Linked DNA regions of Pan troglodytes: region 2 is linked to region 1. The links are chromatin contacts, called in public Hi-C maps. All regions are on one chromosome and are shown on one strand. Each heading gives the region's core, a stretch centred on a gene start, on an enhancer-like site or on the middle of the called end of the contact. The rest is flanking DNA. Distances are from core to core; before and after follow the strand shown. Region 1 has its middle 220 kb from the start of INSC. Region 2 has its middle 510 kb from the start of INSC.

Region 1 (7,541 bases), core at 3,832-6,331:
TCTTACAACAGGGATAGGAAGTGAAGAGACAGTTTGCCACCATAAATTGTGAGCTCTTAAAAAGATATTATTTCAACAGAGCAAATGGATTTTGTGTCTTTTCTTCTAGGCTTTTTCCATATAAATCAAGTGAAATCATTTTCCAAATGTTCAAGTGCAAGGCATCATTCAGTTATTTGGGAAAATCTTACAGAGAACTTACTATACATTAGTTCCAGCTAAGGCACTGGGGTAGAAAAGATGAACAAGACTTGGCCACTTTCTCCAAGTATATGCAGATCAGAAGGGAGGCAGGCAGGGCCATTATATCTGGAAACAGACCTGCTGAGTTCAAATCCTGGCTGGGTGTCTTTGGAAAATTTATTTAACAGCTATGTGTCTTATTAGCCTTCTCATTAGTAAAATGGGACTGACAAAAATAATGCTTCAGAGGGCCATTGGAAAGATTAAATGAATTAATATAAGAATAGAGCTAGCACAGTGTCTGGGACATTGTAAATGACAAATAAGTGCCAACTAATAAGGTTGTTATAAGGTAAAGTGAAGTAGGCTTTCAAGGGAGATGTACAAGGTACCATGGGGACAAGAAACTGCTAGACAAGGACAGGAAGTACGTCTTGCAGGAGACGAAAGTTACCTATGGAGTGGCAGCATCATGTCAAGGCAAGAGTAGGGTCTTTGGAAGATAGGCCTTTTTTTCAATTCTAGCTATGTTGTTTATCAGCGTTGTGACTTTGGGCAGGTTATTTAACATTCTCTGTGACACAGGTATTGTCTCATGAGAGCATTGTGAACATCAAATAAAATGTCATGAGTGAAGTTTCTGGCACATGGTAGGTACTGGATAAAGGGCCCTGCTCACTAGCCCCATGAAGAATTACATTGTGAGTGGATGCTGTGTTGCATGGATCCCATCAGCCTTCTTGGGTTTTGCCCAACTGAAGAAAACTATCTCTTCCAGGGTTATGCCTCTTTTTAAGGGCAACCTGATTCCAATGTCTGATAACCTGGGAGCATAAAGACCCAGACTCTCACTACCATTAGAGATGACTCTGAGTGACCATCCCGGCTCCAGAGCTCTCTATGGGGCCAAGTGAGGTCTTAATTGGGACTGCATTACAGTTCAGTGTCTCCCTCTGCCCTTCATGTTTCCTTCATTTCTTGTCTTAGTAAGCTCAGGCTACAATAACAAAATATCACCAACTAGGTGGCTTAAACAACAGAAATTTATTTACTTACAGTTCTGGAGGCTAGAAGTCCAACATCAAGTTTGGTTGAAACCAACCAGCAGGGTTGGTTTCTGATGAGGGCTCTTTTCCTGGCTTGCAGATGGCTGCCTTCTTGCTGTATCCTCATGTTGCTTTTCCTCTATGTTCATGGGGAAAAGAGATTTCTGGTGTCTCTTCCTCTTCTTATAGGGACTCAAGTCTTATCAGATTATGGCTTCACTCTTATGACCCTATTTAACCTTAATTATCTCCTTGAAGGCCCTAACTCCAAATACAGTATCACTGGGGGCTAAGATTTCAGCATATGAATTTTGGGGGAACATAGTTCACTCCATAATAACTCCCTTTAACAGGAGTGGATCTTAAATGTACTCCTTAGTAATGCCTCCCACTGTCTGTCAGTTGAGTGTCTTCTGGGGAATCCAAGGTGCAGACACACTTCTAAATAATCTCAGTGTACATTGTGCCTGGAACATAGTAGTTACTCAATTCATCTTTATTGAATAAAATGATATTTGGACAAATATTTATTAATAATGGTCAGAGAAAATAAAAATCCAGCTATTCCATTATGGGTTTTTATTTCAGTATTCATGTACACAAACACCACAAACTGTAGCCCAGGGATCATAAGATCAAGCAGCCTTTATTTGCCACATAGGAAAGGGGGTCATCTGACAGGTCTATGTTCTAGTTAGGAAGGTCTAAAGGGAAGAATGGAGAAAGAAATTTCCCTTATTGACTGCCTTCTGTAAGCCAGTACTATGCTAGAAGCCTTGCTGGCACAGATTTTCATACATACAACTCAACTGCTCTGTGAAGTAGAGATCTTTGCTAACTCCACCTGAAAGACAGAGAAACTGAGGTTTCCTGTTCAAGGTCACACAGCCAGCCAGTGGCACAGTTGAGAATCAATCCTCACACAGCATCCAAGGCCCTGGAAGGAAGATAAGAGTCCCCAGATCCACTCTCTTTCATCAGAGGCATCACCTCCAGGTTGGCAGTGACAGGCCTGTCCTCCCTCAACCCCAGGGTGTGCCCAGGCCCCACCCCAGCTGCTGTTTCCCAGAAGCCTTTGCAAAGCTGAGGAACCAGATCTCTGGGGATAAGGCTGACACTGGAAGTTAATGACTATCAGTTGATACAAAACACTTTTTTACATGTTTCCATCATTAGAGGTTCCAGCCTCACCTCTGCTGGGCCTCCTGCCAGATGTTTGGAGGGGTTTTCGCAAGCTGTGCAGTTTACTAAATACTAAAGCACTCATATTAAGGCATTTTAGTATTAGGCAGTACAATGTCGCAATGTTGATAAGGGATAATTGAATTTCTTTATCTGGAGCAAAATGGACATAGACACTCTCAGAATTTGCTCAGCTGGGGAACACAGATGGTTGCCGAAGACATGAAGCTTCCCTTCTAGAGCCTCAATTGAGGAGAATAGTTTGATTTAATGGTCCTTTGAGCTTTGTATCTGGCTCCTGGTGGATGCTGAAGCAACACTTCCTAAGGAAACCAGGGGAGACTTCATAGGGAAAGTGACATTTACTCTTGATGTTGAAGCATAAATGAGATTTTTCCAGGTAGAAAGAGAGGATGGGGAAGGGCATTCCAGAGGAGAAAATAGCAAGTGCAAAGGCACAGGAGTCTGGTAGTTCGAAGATAGAAAGCACCTCCTATAACACCAAGCACACCTTTATGTCTGGCTGGTTTCTATCCAGACTAGTGGCTCTCTACCCTATATGAACACTAGAATCATCTGAGGAGATTTAAAAAAATTACCCAGCCTCTCTCCCCTGATTTAATTCAATTAGATAAGATTCTGAGTGTCAGTATGTTTGGAAAGCTCTCTGGATTAGTCTAATATACAGCCAAAGTTTGAACTGATCCTTACATCTCAGTGACTTTTCACCTTCTCAACTTTTAGACAAATGCATTGGGGAGAAACTTTGGTCACCTTTTCAAATTTGTTACCAAGTGTGACTGAAGTGCAAGATGGGGCTTCCTCAGTGCTCAGCCTTGAGGGCAAACGTTTCCCTTTGGGCTGGTGAGGCACGTGAGGCACCCTCTTTCCTGTCAAATCCTGTTAGGGGAAGAATAACTTCTAGGAAGAGCTCAACTTTGACCAGATCTTGACCACATTAATCACATAAGTAAGCAAATACCAATAGGACCCCAGTGCCTTTACCTGCAACTTTCCTTCTGCTGACTTTTCTGGATGAAGAAAAAAATGGTAAATTATTCAAGATTGGGGAGAGCAGGTTTTGTAACTGTGAATTGTAAGATGGCTGAATAAGAAACTATAGTAGCCTATACATGTTTTATCCCTATTTTTTTTTCTCCTTTGCAGAAGAAGATTTCAGTTTTCGTTTCTCCCAAGCAGGACTGCTCACTTTGACATTCCCTGGGTGTCTGTAGTACTAGGCAATAATTAAATATCAGGTGCATAAGTTGCTCTTTAATTTGACATGTGTGCTCCAGGCAATAACGGCACGCAGTGCCATGTGGGAGTGTAATTGCTAAGGAATAAAATCTTGTAGCGAGTGAGATCATTGTATCAGGTATGATGTGACAGCTCATTTGATCATTATGCCCAGGCTAAAGAGTTTGCCTAATTAGTTTCCATTAAAACTCACCCTTTAATCAAGAGTTATTCTTGCATAAAGAATGTCACTCGGTCCAGATGAATGAACAATGGTTTCCCCTTGAGATTGGACTCTCAGCTACACTGGGATGCCATATGTCTTTTCAAACAATCCACACCCGGCCCTCAGCTGGGAAGCCCAAGCTGGAATGGTTGGTATAAGTGGAGAAGAGGAAAGATATTGGGAGGAAAGAAATGAATGCTTCCAGCCCTTGTGGTTGGGGCTTGGGGTCTAAGGGAAGCCTTCTGACAGGCACAGAGACATGGGATTCCAGAGAACTTCCGTATGCAGAGAGAATGAGGACATAAAGAGGAAGAGGTGACTTGGTTATAGGTAGGTTGTGGCAAAGCTCAGGCTGGGACCCAGTTCTGACTTGCAGCCCTGGGCTTGCTCTTTCCCATCAAATGCTGACTTTAACTCTCACGCTTCTTAGGACTGAGCACATAGAGCTTTATCTCCTGACCCGCTTTGAGTACTGGGCTTTGAGATGGCAAGAGTGAGAATGAACGCTGGGTACACTCAGCACTTAGTCTTGTTCCATTTCTATCTCCTAGACTCTGAAGCCAACCTACTCTTCCTCTGAATCTCAGCTCTGCCTTTGAATAGCTGTGGGGTCTTGAGCAAGTCACTTGAGCTTTCTAAGATTTTATTTCTTTACCTACAAGGTATAAGTAATAATATCTACCTCCTGGATAAAAGGACTCTTCTCTGGGTACCTGGAATTCAGGGTACCTCCTCTTAACTTGGGATTCTATTTTGAGGAAATGTGTGCCAACATTATGTGGCATGTCTAGTTATTTTGGTTTATAAAATGATGTTTTCCTGGGGCTTTCAACCAATTACTTAGGTAATCTGTATTGGGGAAAGAATCAAGGTCAAGGGTCTGTCTGGCCCCATGGGTTTAAGGAGAAAGGGGAACAGATGAATCCTAGTACGGAAAGCCCAAGACCCCACAAGCCCAGTGGTTGGAGTTTCGCTTTCGAACTGTAGGATGAAGTGGCAAGGGGAGAGGGTGGTCCCTTTAGGTTGTGTCCCCCAGCCCTGGGTTTAGGAGGGGGTAGGGTGAAGGTGTGAAAGCCTAAGGGCAGCAGAACAGACCCACTTTGTTTTAATCAACTCTTAATCCCAGCAGGGATTTCCTGCTGCTCTAGTGTTGGCCTGGCTGAGCTGTGAAAGGGCAGGCAACGGCTTGCCTGAGGCAGTCCCAAGGAAGGTGAGATCAGGATTTCAAAGATTCCCTCCTGCACATTGGCTGGCACCATCTCTCGCTGTCCTGGACCCCTTGAAGCTGCCCTACTCCCTGGCACATGCCAGTTCCAGGAACTGTTCCAGAGGGCTCACTTTTTTTGTTGTTGTTAGTTCCTGGAACCCATATTTTCCCCTTGCTTTCACCATTTTTTCAGTGTTCATATTTTTTGGAGGAAGGAGAGAAAACTAGTCAACTATCTTGACATAAACCAAGATTTTATATATTTTTAATATTTGATACGATATCTAAAAACACATATGTCACATTTGTTAGATGGCACAGTTGTTAAAAACAAGCACTCTGAAATTAGACTATTTGAGTTTTTAATTTTACCTAATGAAATATAAATAAACTTTATGGGTATATAATATACATCAAATAAAATTTACTCACTTTAAGAGTATAGCATGGTGACTTTTGGCAAATATATACACCCATGTAACTACCACCACAAACTATATAGAGAATATATATATAGAGAGAATATATTGACAGGTTATAGTTGTGTGTATTTAAGGGGTAATGTTCTGACTTTTGAATACAATATGGAACGACTGACTCAAACTAATTAACGTATCAATCACCTCAAATATTTAACACTTTATGTGGTTAGAGCATTTGAAATTTATTCTCTTGGTGATATTAAAATGTACAGTACTCAATTATTAACAACACTATGCAATTGATCTAAAAACAATCAAACCTATTCCTCCCATCCAACTGAGGCTTTGAATCGTTTTATTATTATCTTCCCATTCTCCCCACCCTCAGCTTCTGGTAGCTACCATTCTACTCTCTGCTTCTATGACTTCCAATTGTTTTAGATTCCACATATAAGTGAGAAATTGTCGTATTTGCCTTTCTATGTTTGGCTTATTTCACTTAACATAATGTTCTCCAATGCCATCCACATTGTCCCAAATGACAGAATTTCTTCCTTTTTTAAGTCTTTGTGTGTATGTACTATATTTTCTTTATTCATTCAACCTCTGATGAATACTTAGGTTGATCTTGGCTATTGTGAATAATGCTGCAATTAACATGTGCATGCAGACATTTTTTGACATACCAATTTCAATATTTTTGGGTAAATACCCAGAAGTGGGATTGCTGGGTCATGTAGTCATTCTATTTTTAGTTTTTTTAGAAACCTCTATACCTATTTAGAGAATATCTTAAAAATTATATATTGACAGATTATAGTTGTATGTATTTAAGGGGTAATGTTATGACTTTTGAATACAGTGTGGACTGACTGACTCAAACTAATTAACATATCAATCACCTCAAATATTTAACACTTTTTGTGGTTAGAGCATTTGAAATTCATTCTTTTGGTGATATTAAAATGTACAGTACTCAATTATTAACAACACTATGCAATTGATCTAAAAAAAAAATCAAATTTAGTCCTTCCATCCAACCGAGGCTTTGAATCGTTTTATTATCATCTTCCCATTCTCCCCACCCTCAGCTTTTTTGAGAAAACTCTATACTGTTTTTCATAATGGCTGTATTAATATACAAGTTTTCTCTTTTGTCCACATACTCCCCAACACTTGTTATCTTTTGTCTTTTGGATAATAACCATTTTATTGGTTGTGAAGTGACATTTTATTGTGGTTTTAATTTGCATCTTAATGATTAATTATGTTAGCAGTTTTTCATTTGTCTGTTAGCCATTTATATGTCTTCTGAGAAATATCTCTTCAGGTCCTTTGCCCATTTCTTATTCAGATTATTTGTTTTCTTTCTATAGAGTTGTTTGAATTCCTTGTGTATTTTAGATATTAATTCGTTATCAGATGTATGAGTTACAAATATTTTCTCCCAATGTGTAGGTTGTCTCTTTACTCTGTTGTTTCCTTTGTTATGCTGAAGCTTTTTATCTTGATGTAATCTCATTTGTCTAATTTTGCTCTCATTGCTTGTGCTTTTGGGGTCAAATCTAAAAATCATTGCATAGATCAATGTCAGGTAGTTTCTCTCCTATGTTTTATTATAGTAGTTTTACAGTTTCTGCTCTTATATTTAAGCCTTTAATTCATTTTTAGTTGATTTCTGTATGTAGCATGAGGTACAGTTTCAATTTTATTCTTTTGCATGTGGATATCCAGTTGCTGATGACATGATCTTATATATAAAGATCATGTGCCCTTCTAAGCATGGGGCCCAGTGAGACTTCACAAATGCACAGGTGTCCTTTTGAGCATGGAGCCCACTGGTTTTACTCTCTGCTGTTGCCATCTTGAAATCTTAATACTTTTTGAACAAGTAGCTACACATTTCCATTTTATACTGAGCCCACCAGATTATGTACCTAATGTTAATATCCTACATAACCATGGTGCATTTATCAAAACTAAGAAACTAACATTAGAACAGTACTATTAACTAGACTACAGACTTTATTTGGCCT
Region 2 (7,473 bases), core at 3,432-5,931, 290 kb after region 1:
CTCACTGGAGTGGGCTCTTATCAATAGCTCATGGAAATTAGACACACAAACATCACACTGGGGCCTCTGAGGGTTGCTCTAAGTTGTTTAGAAGAAATAGCTCATGAAAGTCCCACGGTTCCTTTATGAATGGACTCGCTGATACAAAATCTCTGGGGTGTGGTGGGCAACAGGATAGTCAGAAGCTTTCCTAAGCATCAAAATGGGCTCAGCTCTACACGAGATCACAATTCACTGTGCTCCAGGTACTGTGCTTGGTGCTGTGAGTGAGTCAGGAACAAGGGTTGAGGCTAGAGGCAAGGGGGAGAGAAGAGAGAGGGAAGGGCTCTCTCTGCAGGTTTAAAGAAGTGGGCAATGATGTTCACTGGAGGAGGAGACACGCACAGGCTTTGTGGGATTATCATCATTATTATCAATCATTCCCCTGCACCAGAAAGCCAGTCCCAGTACCCTGTCCTCCAAGAACCAACAAAGAGATCATGCTTATAAGGTTCTTACTTTGGTCTTTAGAACACAATGAATGCTTACTTTCAGGTCCGTGGTTTTCCATGGAATCTGGTTTTATATTTTGAGAGTGTTTCTTTTCTTGTTCTCTCCCTTCAATTTGAACATTGCTGTTGTTGTTGCTGCTGCTACTGCTGTTGTTTTGAACCTTAGATGAGAAGAGCTGAGTCATTCAGACTCCTTGGTTCATGGCATGTTGGTTACCCCATCAGTCCGTGTGACTCCCTCTACCCTTGTATGAGTTTCCTGTTGCTTCTGTAACAAGTTGCCACAAACTGAGTGGCTCAAAGCAACACAAACATATTACTTTACAGTTTTATAGGTGGGAAGTCCAACTCAAATCTCACTGGGATAAGATGAAGGTATTGGCAGGGTGCACTCCTCTGTGGAGGCTCTAGGAGATGATCTGGGGCAAGGTGAAGGTATTGGCAGGGTGCATTCCTTCTGTGGAGGCTGTAGGAGATGATCTGTTTCTTTGCCTTTTCCAGATTCTAGAAACTTCTCACTTTCTTTAGCTCATGGCTCCTTCCTCCAACTTCAAAGCCAGCAACTTCGGGCCTAGTCCCTCTTACACTGTCTTCTCTTAGTCATATCTTCCTTTGACTCCTGTTTCCCTCTTCCATTTTTAAGGACTTTTGTGATTACATTGAACTCATCTGGATAACCCAGGATATGCTCTCTGTCTGCTGATTAGCAACTTTAATTCCATCTGTAACCTTAATTCCCACTCGTCATGTAACCAAACAACTTCACAGTTTCTGGGAATTCAGACGTGGACATCTTTGGAGGAGGGATGTTATTCTCCTTACCATAATCCCTAATCCTACACCTATTCCCTATCCTCATTGACATCTACTCTAACGTGCTTGACCTATGCCCTGAAATATGCACGTTTCCTTGTAAATATGCCATTAGTGTATATGTTTTTAATTGACATATTGGTATTATTCTATGTTTAATCTATGGTGTTCTCACATGCTTTTCATTCAACACTATGTTTTTAAAGTCTCCCATGCTGTTCTGTACACATGGAGTTTGATGGTTCTAACAACTGCATATTATTTTGTAACATCTACTTCATTTTACGTATCCAGTTTTCCACTGATGGACTCTTGTATTGCCTTCACTCTACTCTGAGCTTTATCCTGACAGACTTCCTTGCTCAGGGTCCCAGTTGGACCCACATAGGAATTTTTCTAAAAACTGAACTAAGGCTAGGATTTCTGGGTAACAGGGTAAAGACTGGGATTGCTGGATCACAGGATATATCCCTACTTAGTTTCACTAAGCTCTCTTGACTGGTTGTACTAGTTATACTTGGACTAGTAGAGTTGTTAAATCTCATTACTGTGATGGTGATGCAGTGTCTTCTTCTGTCCAACCTCTTGCCTGGGAGCAGAGCTGAAAGCCTTTTCTGGATCTCTCTCCTGTATATTTTTGCTTCCTAGACAAGCTTCAGAGCCACTAAATACACTTTCCTCCAGCTAGCACTTGCATCTCCCTCCACTCCTCTTTTCTATGTGTTAGCACCATGCTGGGCACAGGCTTCCATCAGAGGAGTCTGTTCTTTGGCTATGCAGGCTCAGAGTTTTATTTCCATTCCTTCCCCTCCATCCTCGTGCCTCTAGACTCTGGTTTTATTAATTTAACAAGGAGTTCTGGAGCACTTACTGGCTCAAATACATTACCCCCTTCTCCCCACCCTAGATATTTGGGATATCAAAAGAAAAACTAAGGGGCTTACATTCTGGTGTCCTGTCAACTCAATTGCAAAAACTTAGCCAGGATCCATTCGCTTCTCCCCAAAACCTACCTAGTACAAGCAAACAGCATTTTTCACCTGGACATTTGCATTTGTCTCCTACTTGTTGGTCCACCTGCTTCCACTCTTACCCCACCTAGTCCTTTTTCCACACAGCAGCCAGAATAAACATTTAAAAATGTAAATCAAATCCCATCACTCCTTCATGTCTGCTAATAGTCCATTGCCTAGAGAATGAAATCCACATTCCTCAGCCTGGCTTACTAAGCTCCATGGCAGCTGGCTGCTCTCGGTCTCTCTGACCTCATCCCTTGTCACTCTTTCCTTCATTCACCATATTTCAGCCACATTGGCCTTTTTCCATTCCTGGGATAGGTCAAGCCTGTTTCTGCCTCTCAGCCTTTGCAGTAGTTGTTCCCTCTGCCCAGAATGCTCTTCCCTCCAAGTTGCTGAGGACTGGCTCTGTCCCATCATGCATACATTGATCCTGTTTTAATTCTCTGGATGGCACTTTTTATTTGCTAGCACTACTTATTTATTAATGAGTACATTGCCTGTATTCCCCTGTAGTGTGTGAACTTCATGAGAATGATTTTCTCTCTCTCGTTCACTGCTCTATCAGTACCTTGTATACTACCTAGCACAGGGGTGGAGTTCAAAAATGTGTGGGTTTTTTTTTGAGGAATAAGTGAACAAATCAGTCTAAAGCAGTGGTTCTTGATCTTGACTACCCATTAGAATCATTTGCACAAAGCCAAGCTCCACATAGACCAATTGAATCAGAATCTCTGGGCACAGGGCTCAGGTATTGGCACTTTTTAAAGCATCCAGATAAGCATTCACCTAAGGCTCTGAAGCAACCCTTTGAAGATGACAGCCCATCTCAAGCAGGGCAACTTAGAAAACTTCCTTGGGATTTTGTGTGCAAACTTTAGAAAGAAAAATTTTCTTTTTCTTTCTGGTGTTAGCCGAGATGCTGTAAGCCTCCGGCTGTCTGCCGCCATGTCAGCCGACACCACCACCATTCCTGGGTGCACGGAGGAAGGCAAGCTGTAGGAGGAAAGAATAGGACCAACTCAACAGAGGAGCTGAGCCAATTCAAAGGGGAGGGAAGGCATGGCAGGGAGGGGGAGGAAAAGTGCTGATGGTGTTGTGGGAGACCCTGGAGTCTCTGAGTCTAGCCCCACTTAAATTCTCTTCTCGGCTCAATTTGGCAGGGGTTAGGTTTCTGTCATTTGCAACTAAAAGGATCCTGACCAATACTTGATCAAAGCAAATAATTGTGGGTCAAGAAAAGATGATTTAAATGGGATCCAGAAGACAGAATATTAAGGCAGTGCCTTTATCAATAAATCCATAATTCCAAATATAGCCACTTTCTAAACCAGAAGGAATCCTTTGCTTCTCTTATTTCAGCCAGTTAGTCTGTTTACAAAGTGTCACAGTTAAGCACTTCCACAGCCACATGAAAAGTATTAGATCACTTACTCTTCTCAATAAAGGGAACAAATTTGTGATGGACTGCACTGTGCATTCATCACGGGACACTGCATATGCCAAGCTTTCGGTCCTGAGGGGCTCCTCTCCCAGCCGGGATACTGAGAGAACTCAGCAAAAATGGTTGAATGCGGAGACCTCTATGATTTCCCTGTCCACCCCAATTCTAATCACAGGGCTCCTTTTGAGCCTTCACAGGGATGCTGAAAGGGTAGAAACTTTCGCTACAGAGGCCCTGACAACCCTGTAAGGTTGCACCTTGAGCAATGGAGAAATAGATCAGTAGGAAGTTGCCCAAGATGCCAGTCTTCAAGGGGTACCAAACGGAATGCTAAAAGGTTTTGAGAAATGGAGGGAAATCAAGAAAATTGTATTGGAGAGAAGTCCTCTCAAAGAGAATACTGTGTATGATTGAAAGGCACAAAGCTATACAGAGAAGATACGAGGCCTGGCACACACTCTTGGAAGTGCGTGCCTAAACTCTTTAAGCCTTCAAGACTGACAAGCCCTGCTCCACAAAATCCCACATGCCAAGATGCTTTATTTCTGCAATCTTTCTGCATTTCCCGAAAGATAAGTTATATAAAAAAGAGAAATAAATGGTAACATTCCCGGGAAGATTTCCTGCTGGCTTTGACTTTGCATGGAGGCACTAAACAGAGATGGGGCACATAGAATCACACAGGGAAAGTATGTAAACTGGGTCTCTAAGCTGGAGGAAACACCCAGATATTTTATTACCATTTTGTTAGGCTCCTGCCACAGACAGCCGCTGTGTTGTTTAATAGAGTAAGCCCTAGCATTAGCCCAAGTTAGAAGGCAACTGTAGCTGATTTCTCAGACTTCTGAGGCTTCCATCTCTCTAGGGCAATAGTCAGTGGCTGTGTTGTACTATAGAGAGCTGTTGAATTGGATAGCAATCTGCAGGGGGCAGCAGCGAGACAGATATACCTTAGGATATCTCCAAAACAAAAGAATATTTGATAAGCCTCTCAGTAAAGCGTAGGACCTTTCCCAAAGCCCTGTGCTGAACAGCATCCTGAGAATAGTGGGTTTGGTTAGCTGGGGGGCTTCATTTTGCTAAGGGAGGTATGCACGTTTGGGGCTAGGCGGAATAGTTCAGTGGTAGAGGAGAAGCAGAGCCCCACCCCTGGTAGTCTGCACTCTTCACTCTTTACCCTGTAGTGATCAGCTTCCCCAGTAAGTGTTGAACGAATATTTCAAGTCTGTGGGTTTGAAGGAAAGTCAGAATCTTACCTGCCTGAGGAGCCCCATAATTTGTTCTGTCTTGCTCACAGACATTCAACAGCCTCCTCACACCTGAAGCCTGGTGTAGAAGGGAAGGGAAGGGAAGGTGCATTGTCATTCTTCCCAGGACAGACACAATGAAGAAAGTTGCACCTCAGCATATCTGATTGTTTCTTTTTTGCTTTTTTATTTCTTATATTTGAACCTGAAATTATCCCTTGTCTATTACCACTGCCTTCCTGTAGGTTTTCTATTAAAAAAAAAGGGGCCGTATTTTGTCAGGGCTAAAACCCGGGTAAGATTGTCCACCATTAAACAAAGCCCTAAAACTAATCTAATATAGGACTCTTAATTTGATAAGCTCTTCCAGACCTAAACCCACATCATATATTCTATGATCAATAAACTGTAATGAAATTCCAAATAAGCTCCTCCCCATGGAGCACCAGCCTTCCAGTTTGGAAAGTAGTGATCTGGTGGTTTCATCATTCTCCATCATTAGCAGAGGATGCTGTAGTTCACTTCCCACATCCTGACACCATATCTTATGCTCACTCCCTTGTTTAACACTAGATCTCTAATGTGCACATATACACACACACTTGCATATATAAATCAGTACAGATAAAGATCTATACAAAACAAAACTATAAAACAACTAAAGAATTTGAAATTATTGTTTAAAAATCATGGACATGCGATATTTATTTCCCTCTTTTCCCAGTGGGATCTAAATATCCTCTACCCCAGGTCTCTGGGGTCGGCCCTGCTACTTGCTTTCCAGTAGAATGTTAGTAGACACATAAAGTATTTTGTGCATCAGCAATCACCATGAAGATAACATGCCCAGCTAGTTCACTGATCCCAGGAGGACAAGGGCCACCAAGAGCAGAACTGATCCCAAGCTACAGCTTAAAGCAAAGCCCAGCCAAGCCCAAGTGGTATCAGCTAAAACTCAATCCTCAGACATATGAATGAGAATAAGTGATTGCATTTTAAAGCCACTACACTTTTGGGTGGTCTGTTATACAGATTTATTGTGACTATAGCTAAATAAGACAGAATGATATTTTCTGAAGCAAGCTATGAAAGTTCAAAGTCAGAAGAGAAAATGCTGACAGAGGTGACCATGTCTATTTTTTTTTTTTTTTTTTTTTTGAGACGGAGTCTCGCTCTGTCGCCCAGGCTGGTGTGCAGTGGCGCGATCTCGGCTCACTGCAAGCTCCGCCTCCCGGGTTCACGCCATTCTCCTGCCTCAGCCTCCCGAGTAGCTGGGACTACAGGCGCCCGCTACCACGCCCGGCTAATTTTTTGTATTTTTAGTAGAGACGGGGTTTCACCGTGTTAGCCAGGATGGTCTCGATCTCCTGACCTCGTGATCCGCCCGCCTCGGCCTCCCAAAGTGCTGGGATTACAGGCGTGAGCCACCGCGCCCGGCCGACCATGTCTATTTTTAAAGCTGTATATGGATGTTTAAGAAAACAGCACCATAAACAAGCTTAAAAATTAATCTGAGCCAATAATTTAAAAAGTGTCTTTAGCAGATGAAGGTGAGATGGAGGAATGGGAAAGAACAGGATGCGTAAAATATATCCGTAGTAATGAACTTTGTCCCTTTCATTTGTGGAACATCGTGTCGCTGGTAAAAGGAATGAAGTCAGTCATTCAGGACTCACCATGGAAAGATGTTCATGCTGAATAGAAATTTCAGGATATGTGATTAGTAAGACAGTATCTTGAAAAGGGATTTGGAGGGAAGTCCACTATATTTGTTGCCCCTAGGGACTGGAATTGGGGGAAAGACAGTGAGAATGGGGACTTTCAATTTGGCTATGTCTATATCTTTGCATTCTATTCTAATGACCATGTATTAGGTGGGTGTTTGGTCTCAGATATCCTTTTGCCTAAAAGCTCAATATTGTAATAGCACCATTATTATATGGTGATCCAGCCGTATATATAGGATTTCCGACAAGGACAAGAAGCCTACTACCCTCTGACATAGACCTTTGGATGGATTTATTTTTTAGAAACACCTCCAAGTATTTTCATACATTTACATAAAATCTGCTGCTCTTTCTCCTAACTTCACTTTAACTTTCCTAAGATAGAGACTACATCTTATTTTTTCTTTATTTTCAACAAGTCAGGTATAGTTGAGTATATTTACTGGAGCACACAGATATGAGGGTGCATACCTTCACTCTATAACTGTTGACTCTCAGAAGTTCAGGGGAGATCATAGACCATCCCATTAAATCCCTAATGCCAACTATTTCACAGAAAAGGAAAATGAAGCCCCAGAGGGACAGGTCTCTGAGCTGTGAGATCAAAACCAGGACTCAGAAGAACTAAGCCAAATTGCAGCCCAGTCTTCTTTTCTTTCTTCTACCAGCTAGCTCCATAGTCCAATTCTTTTTTTTTTTTTTTTTTGAGACAGAGTCTCACTCTGTTGCCCAGGC

What was found. A called contact is a pair of places that touch in the nucleus more often than the background predicts.
Region 2: a contact with region 1 is called in a Hi-C map of induced pluripotent stem cells, with 1.7 times the contacts expected there. The contact joins two enhancer-like sites. A contact is called at or near these places in 2 of 7 Hi-C or Micro-C datasets (both in induced pluripotent stem cells).

What each region holds. Positions count from the first base shown.
Region 1 is chr9:19,417,585-19,425,125 of NHGRI_mPanTro3-v2.0_pri, forward strand. No RefSeq gene overlaps it. Among named protein-coding and RNA genes, the nearest start is that of INSC, 220 kb to the left of the region's middle. Within about 2 kb of position 5,082, at least 5 of the 24 cell types and tissues checked have an H3K27ac peak or open chromatin away from gene starts, as enhancers often do. A contact at or near this core is called in induced pluripotent stem cells, where this site is marked.
Region 2 is chr9:19,710,185-19,717,657 of NHGRI_mPanTro3-v2.0_pri, forward strand. No RefSeq gene overlaps it. Among named protein-coding and RNA genes, the nearest start is that of INSC, 510 kb to the left of the region's middle. Within about 2 kb of position 4,682, at least 1 of the 24 cell types and tissues checked has an H3K27ac peak or open chromatin away from gene starts, as enhancers often do. A contact at or near this core is called in induced pluripotent stem cells, where this site is marked.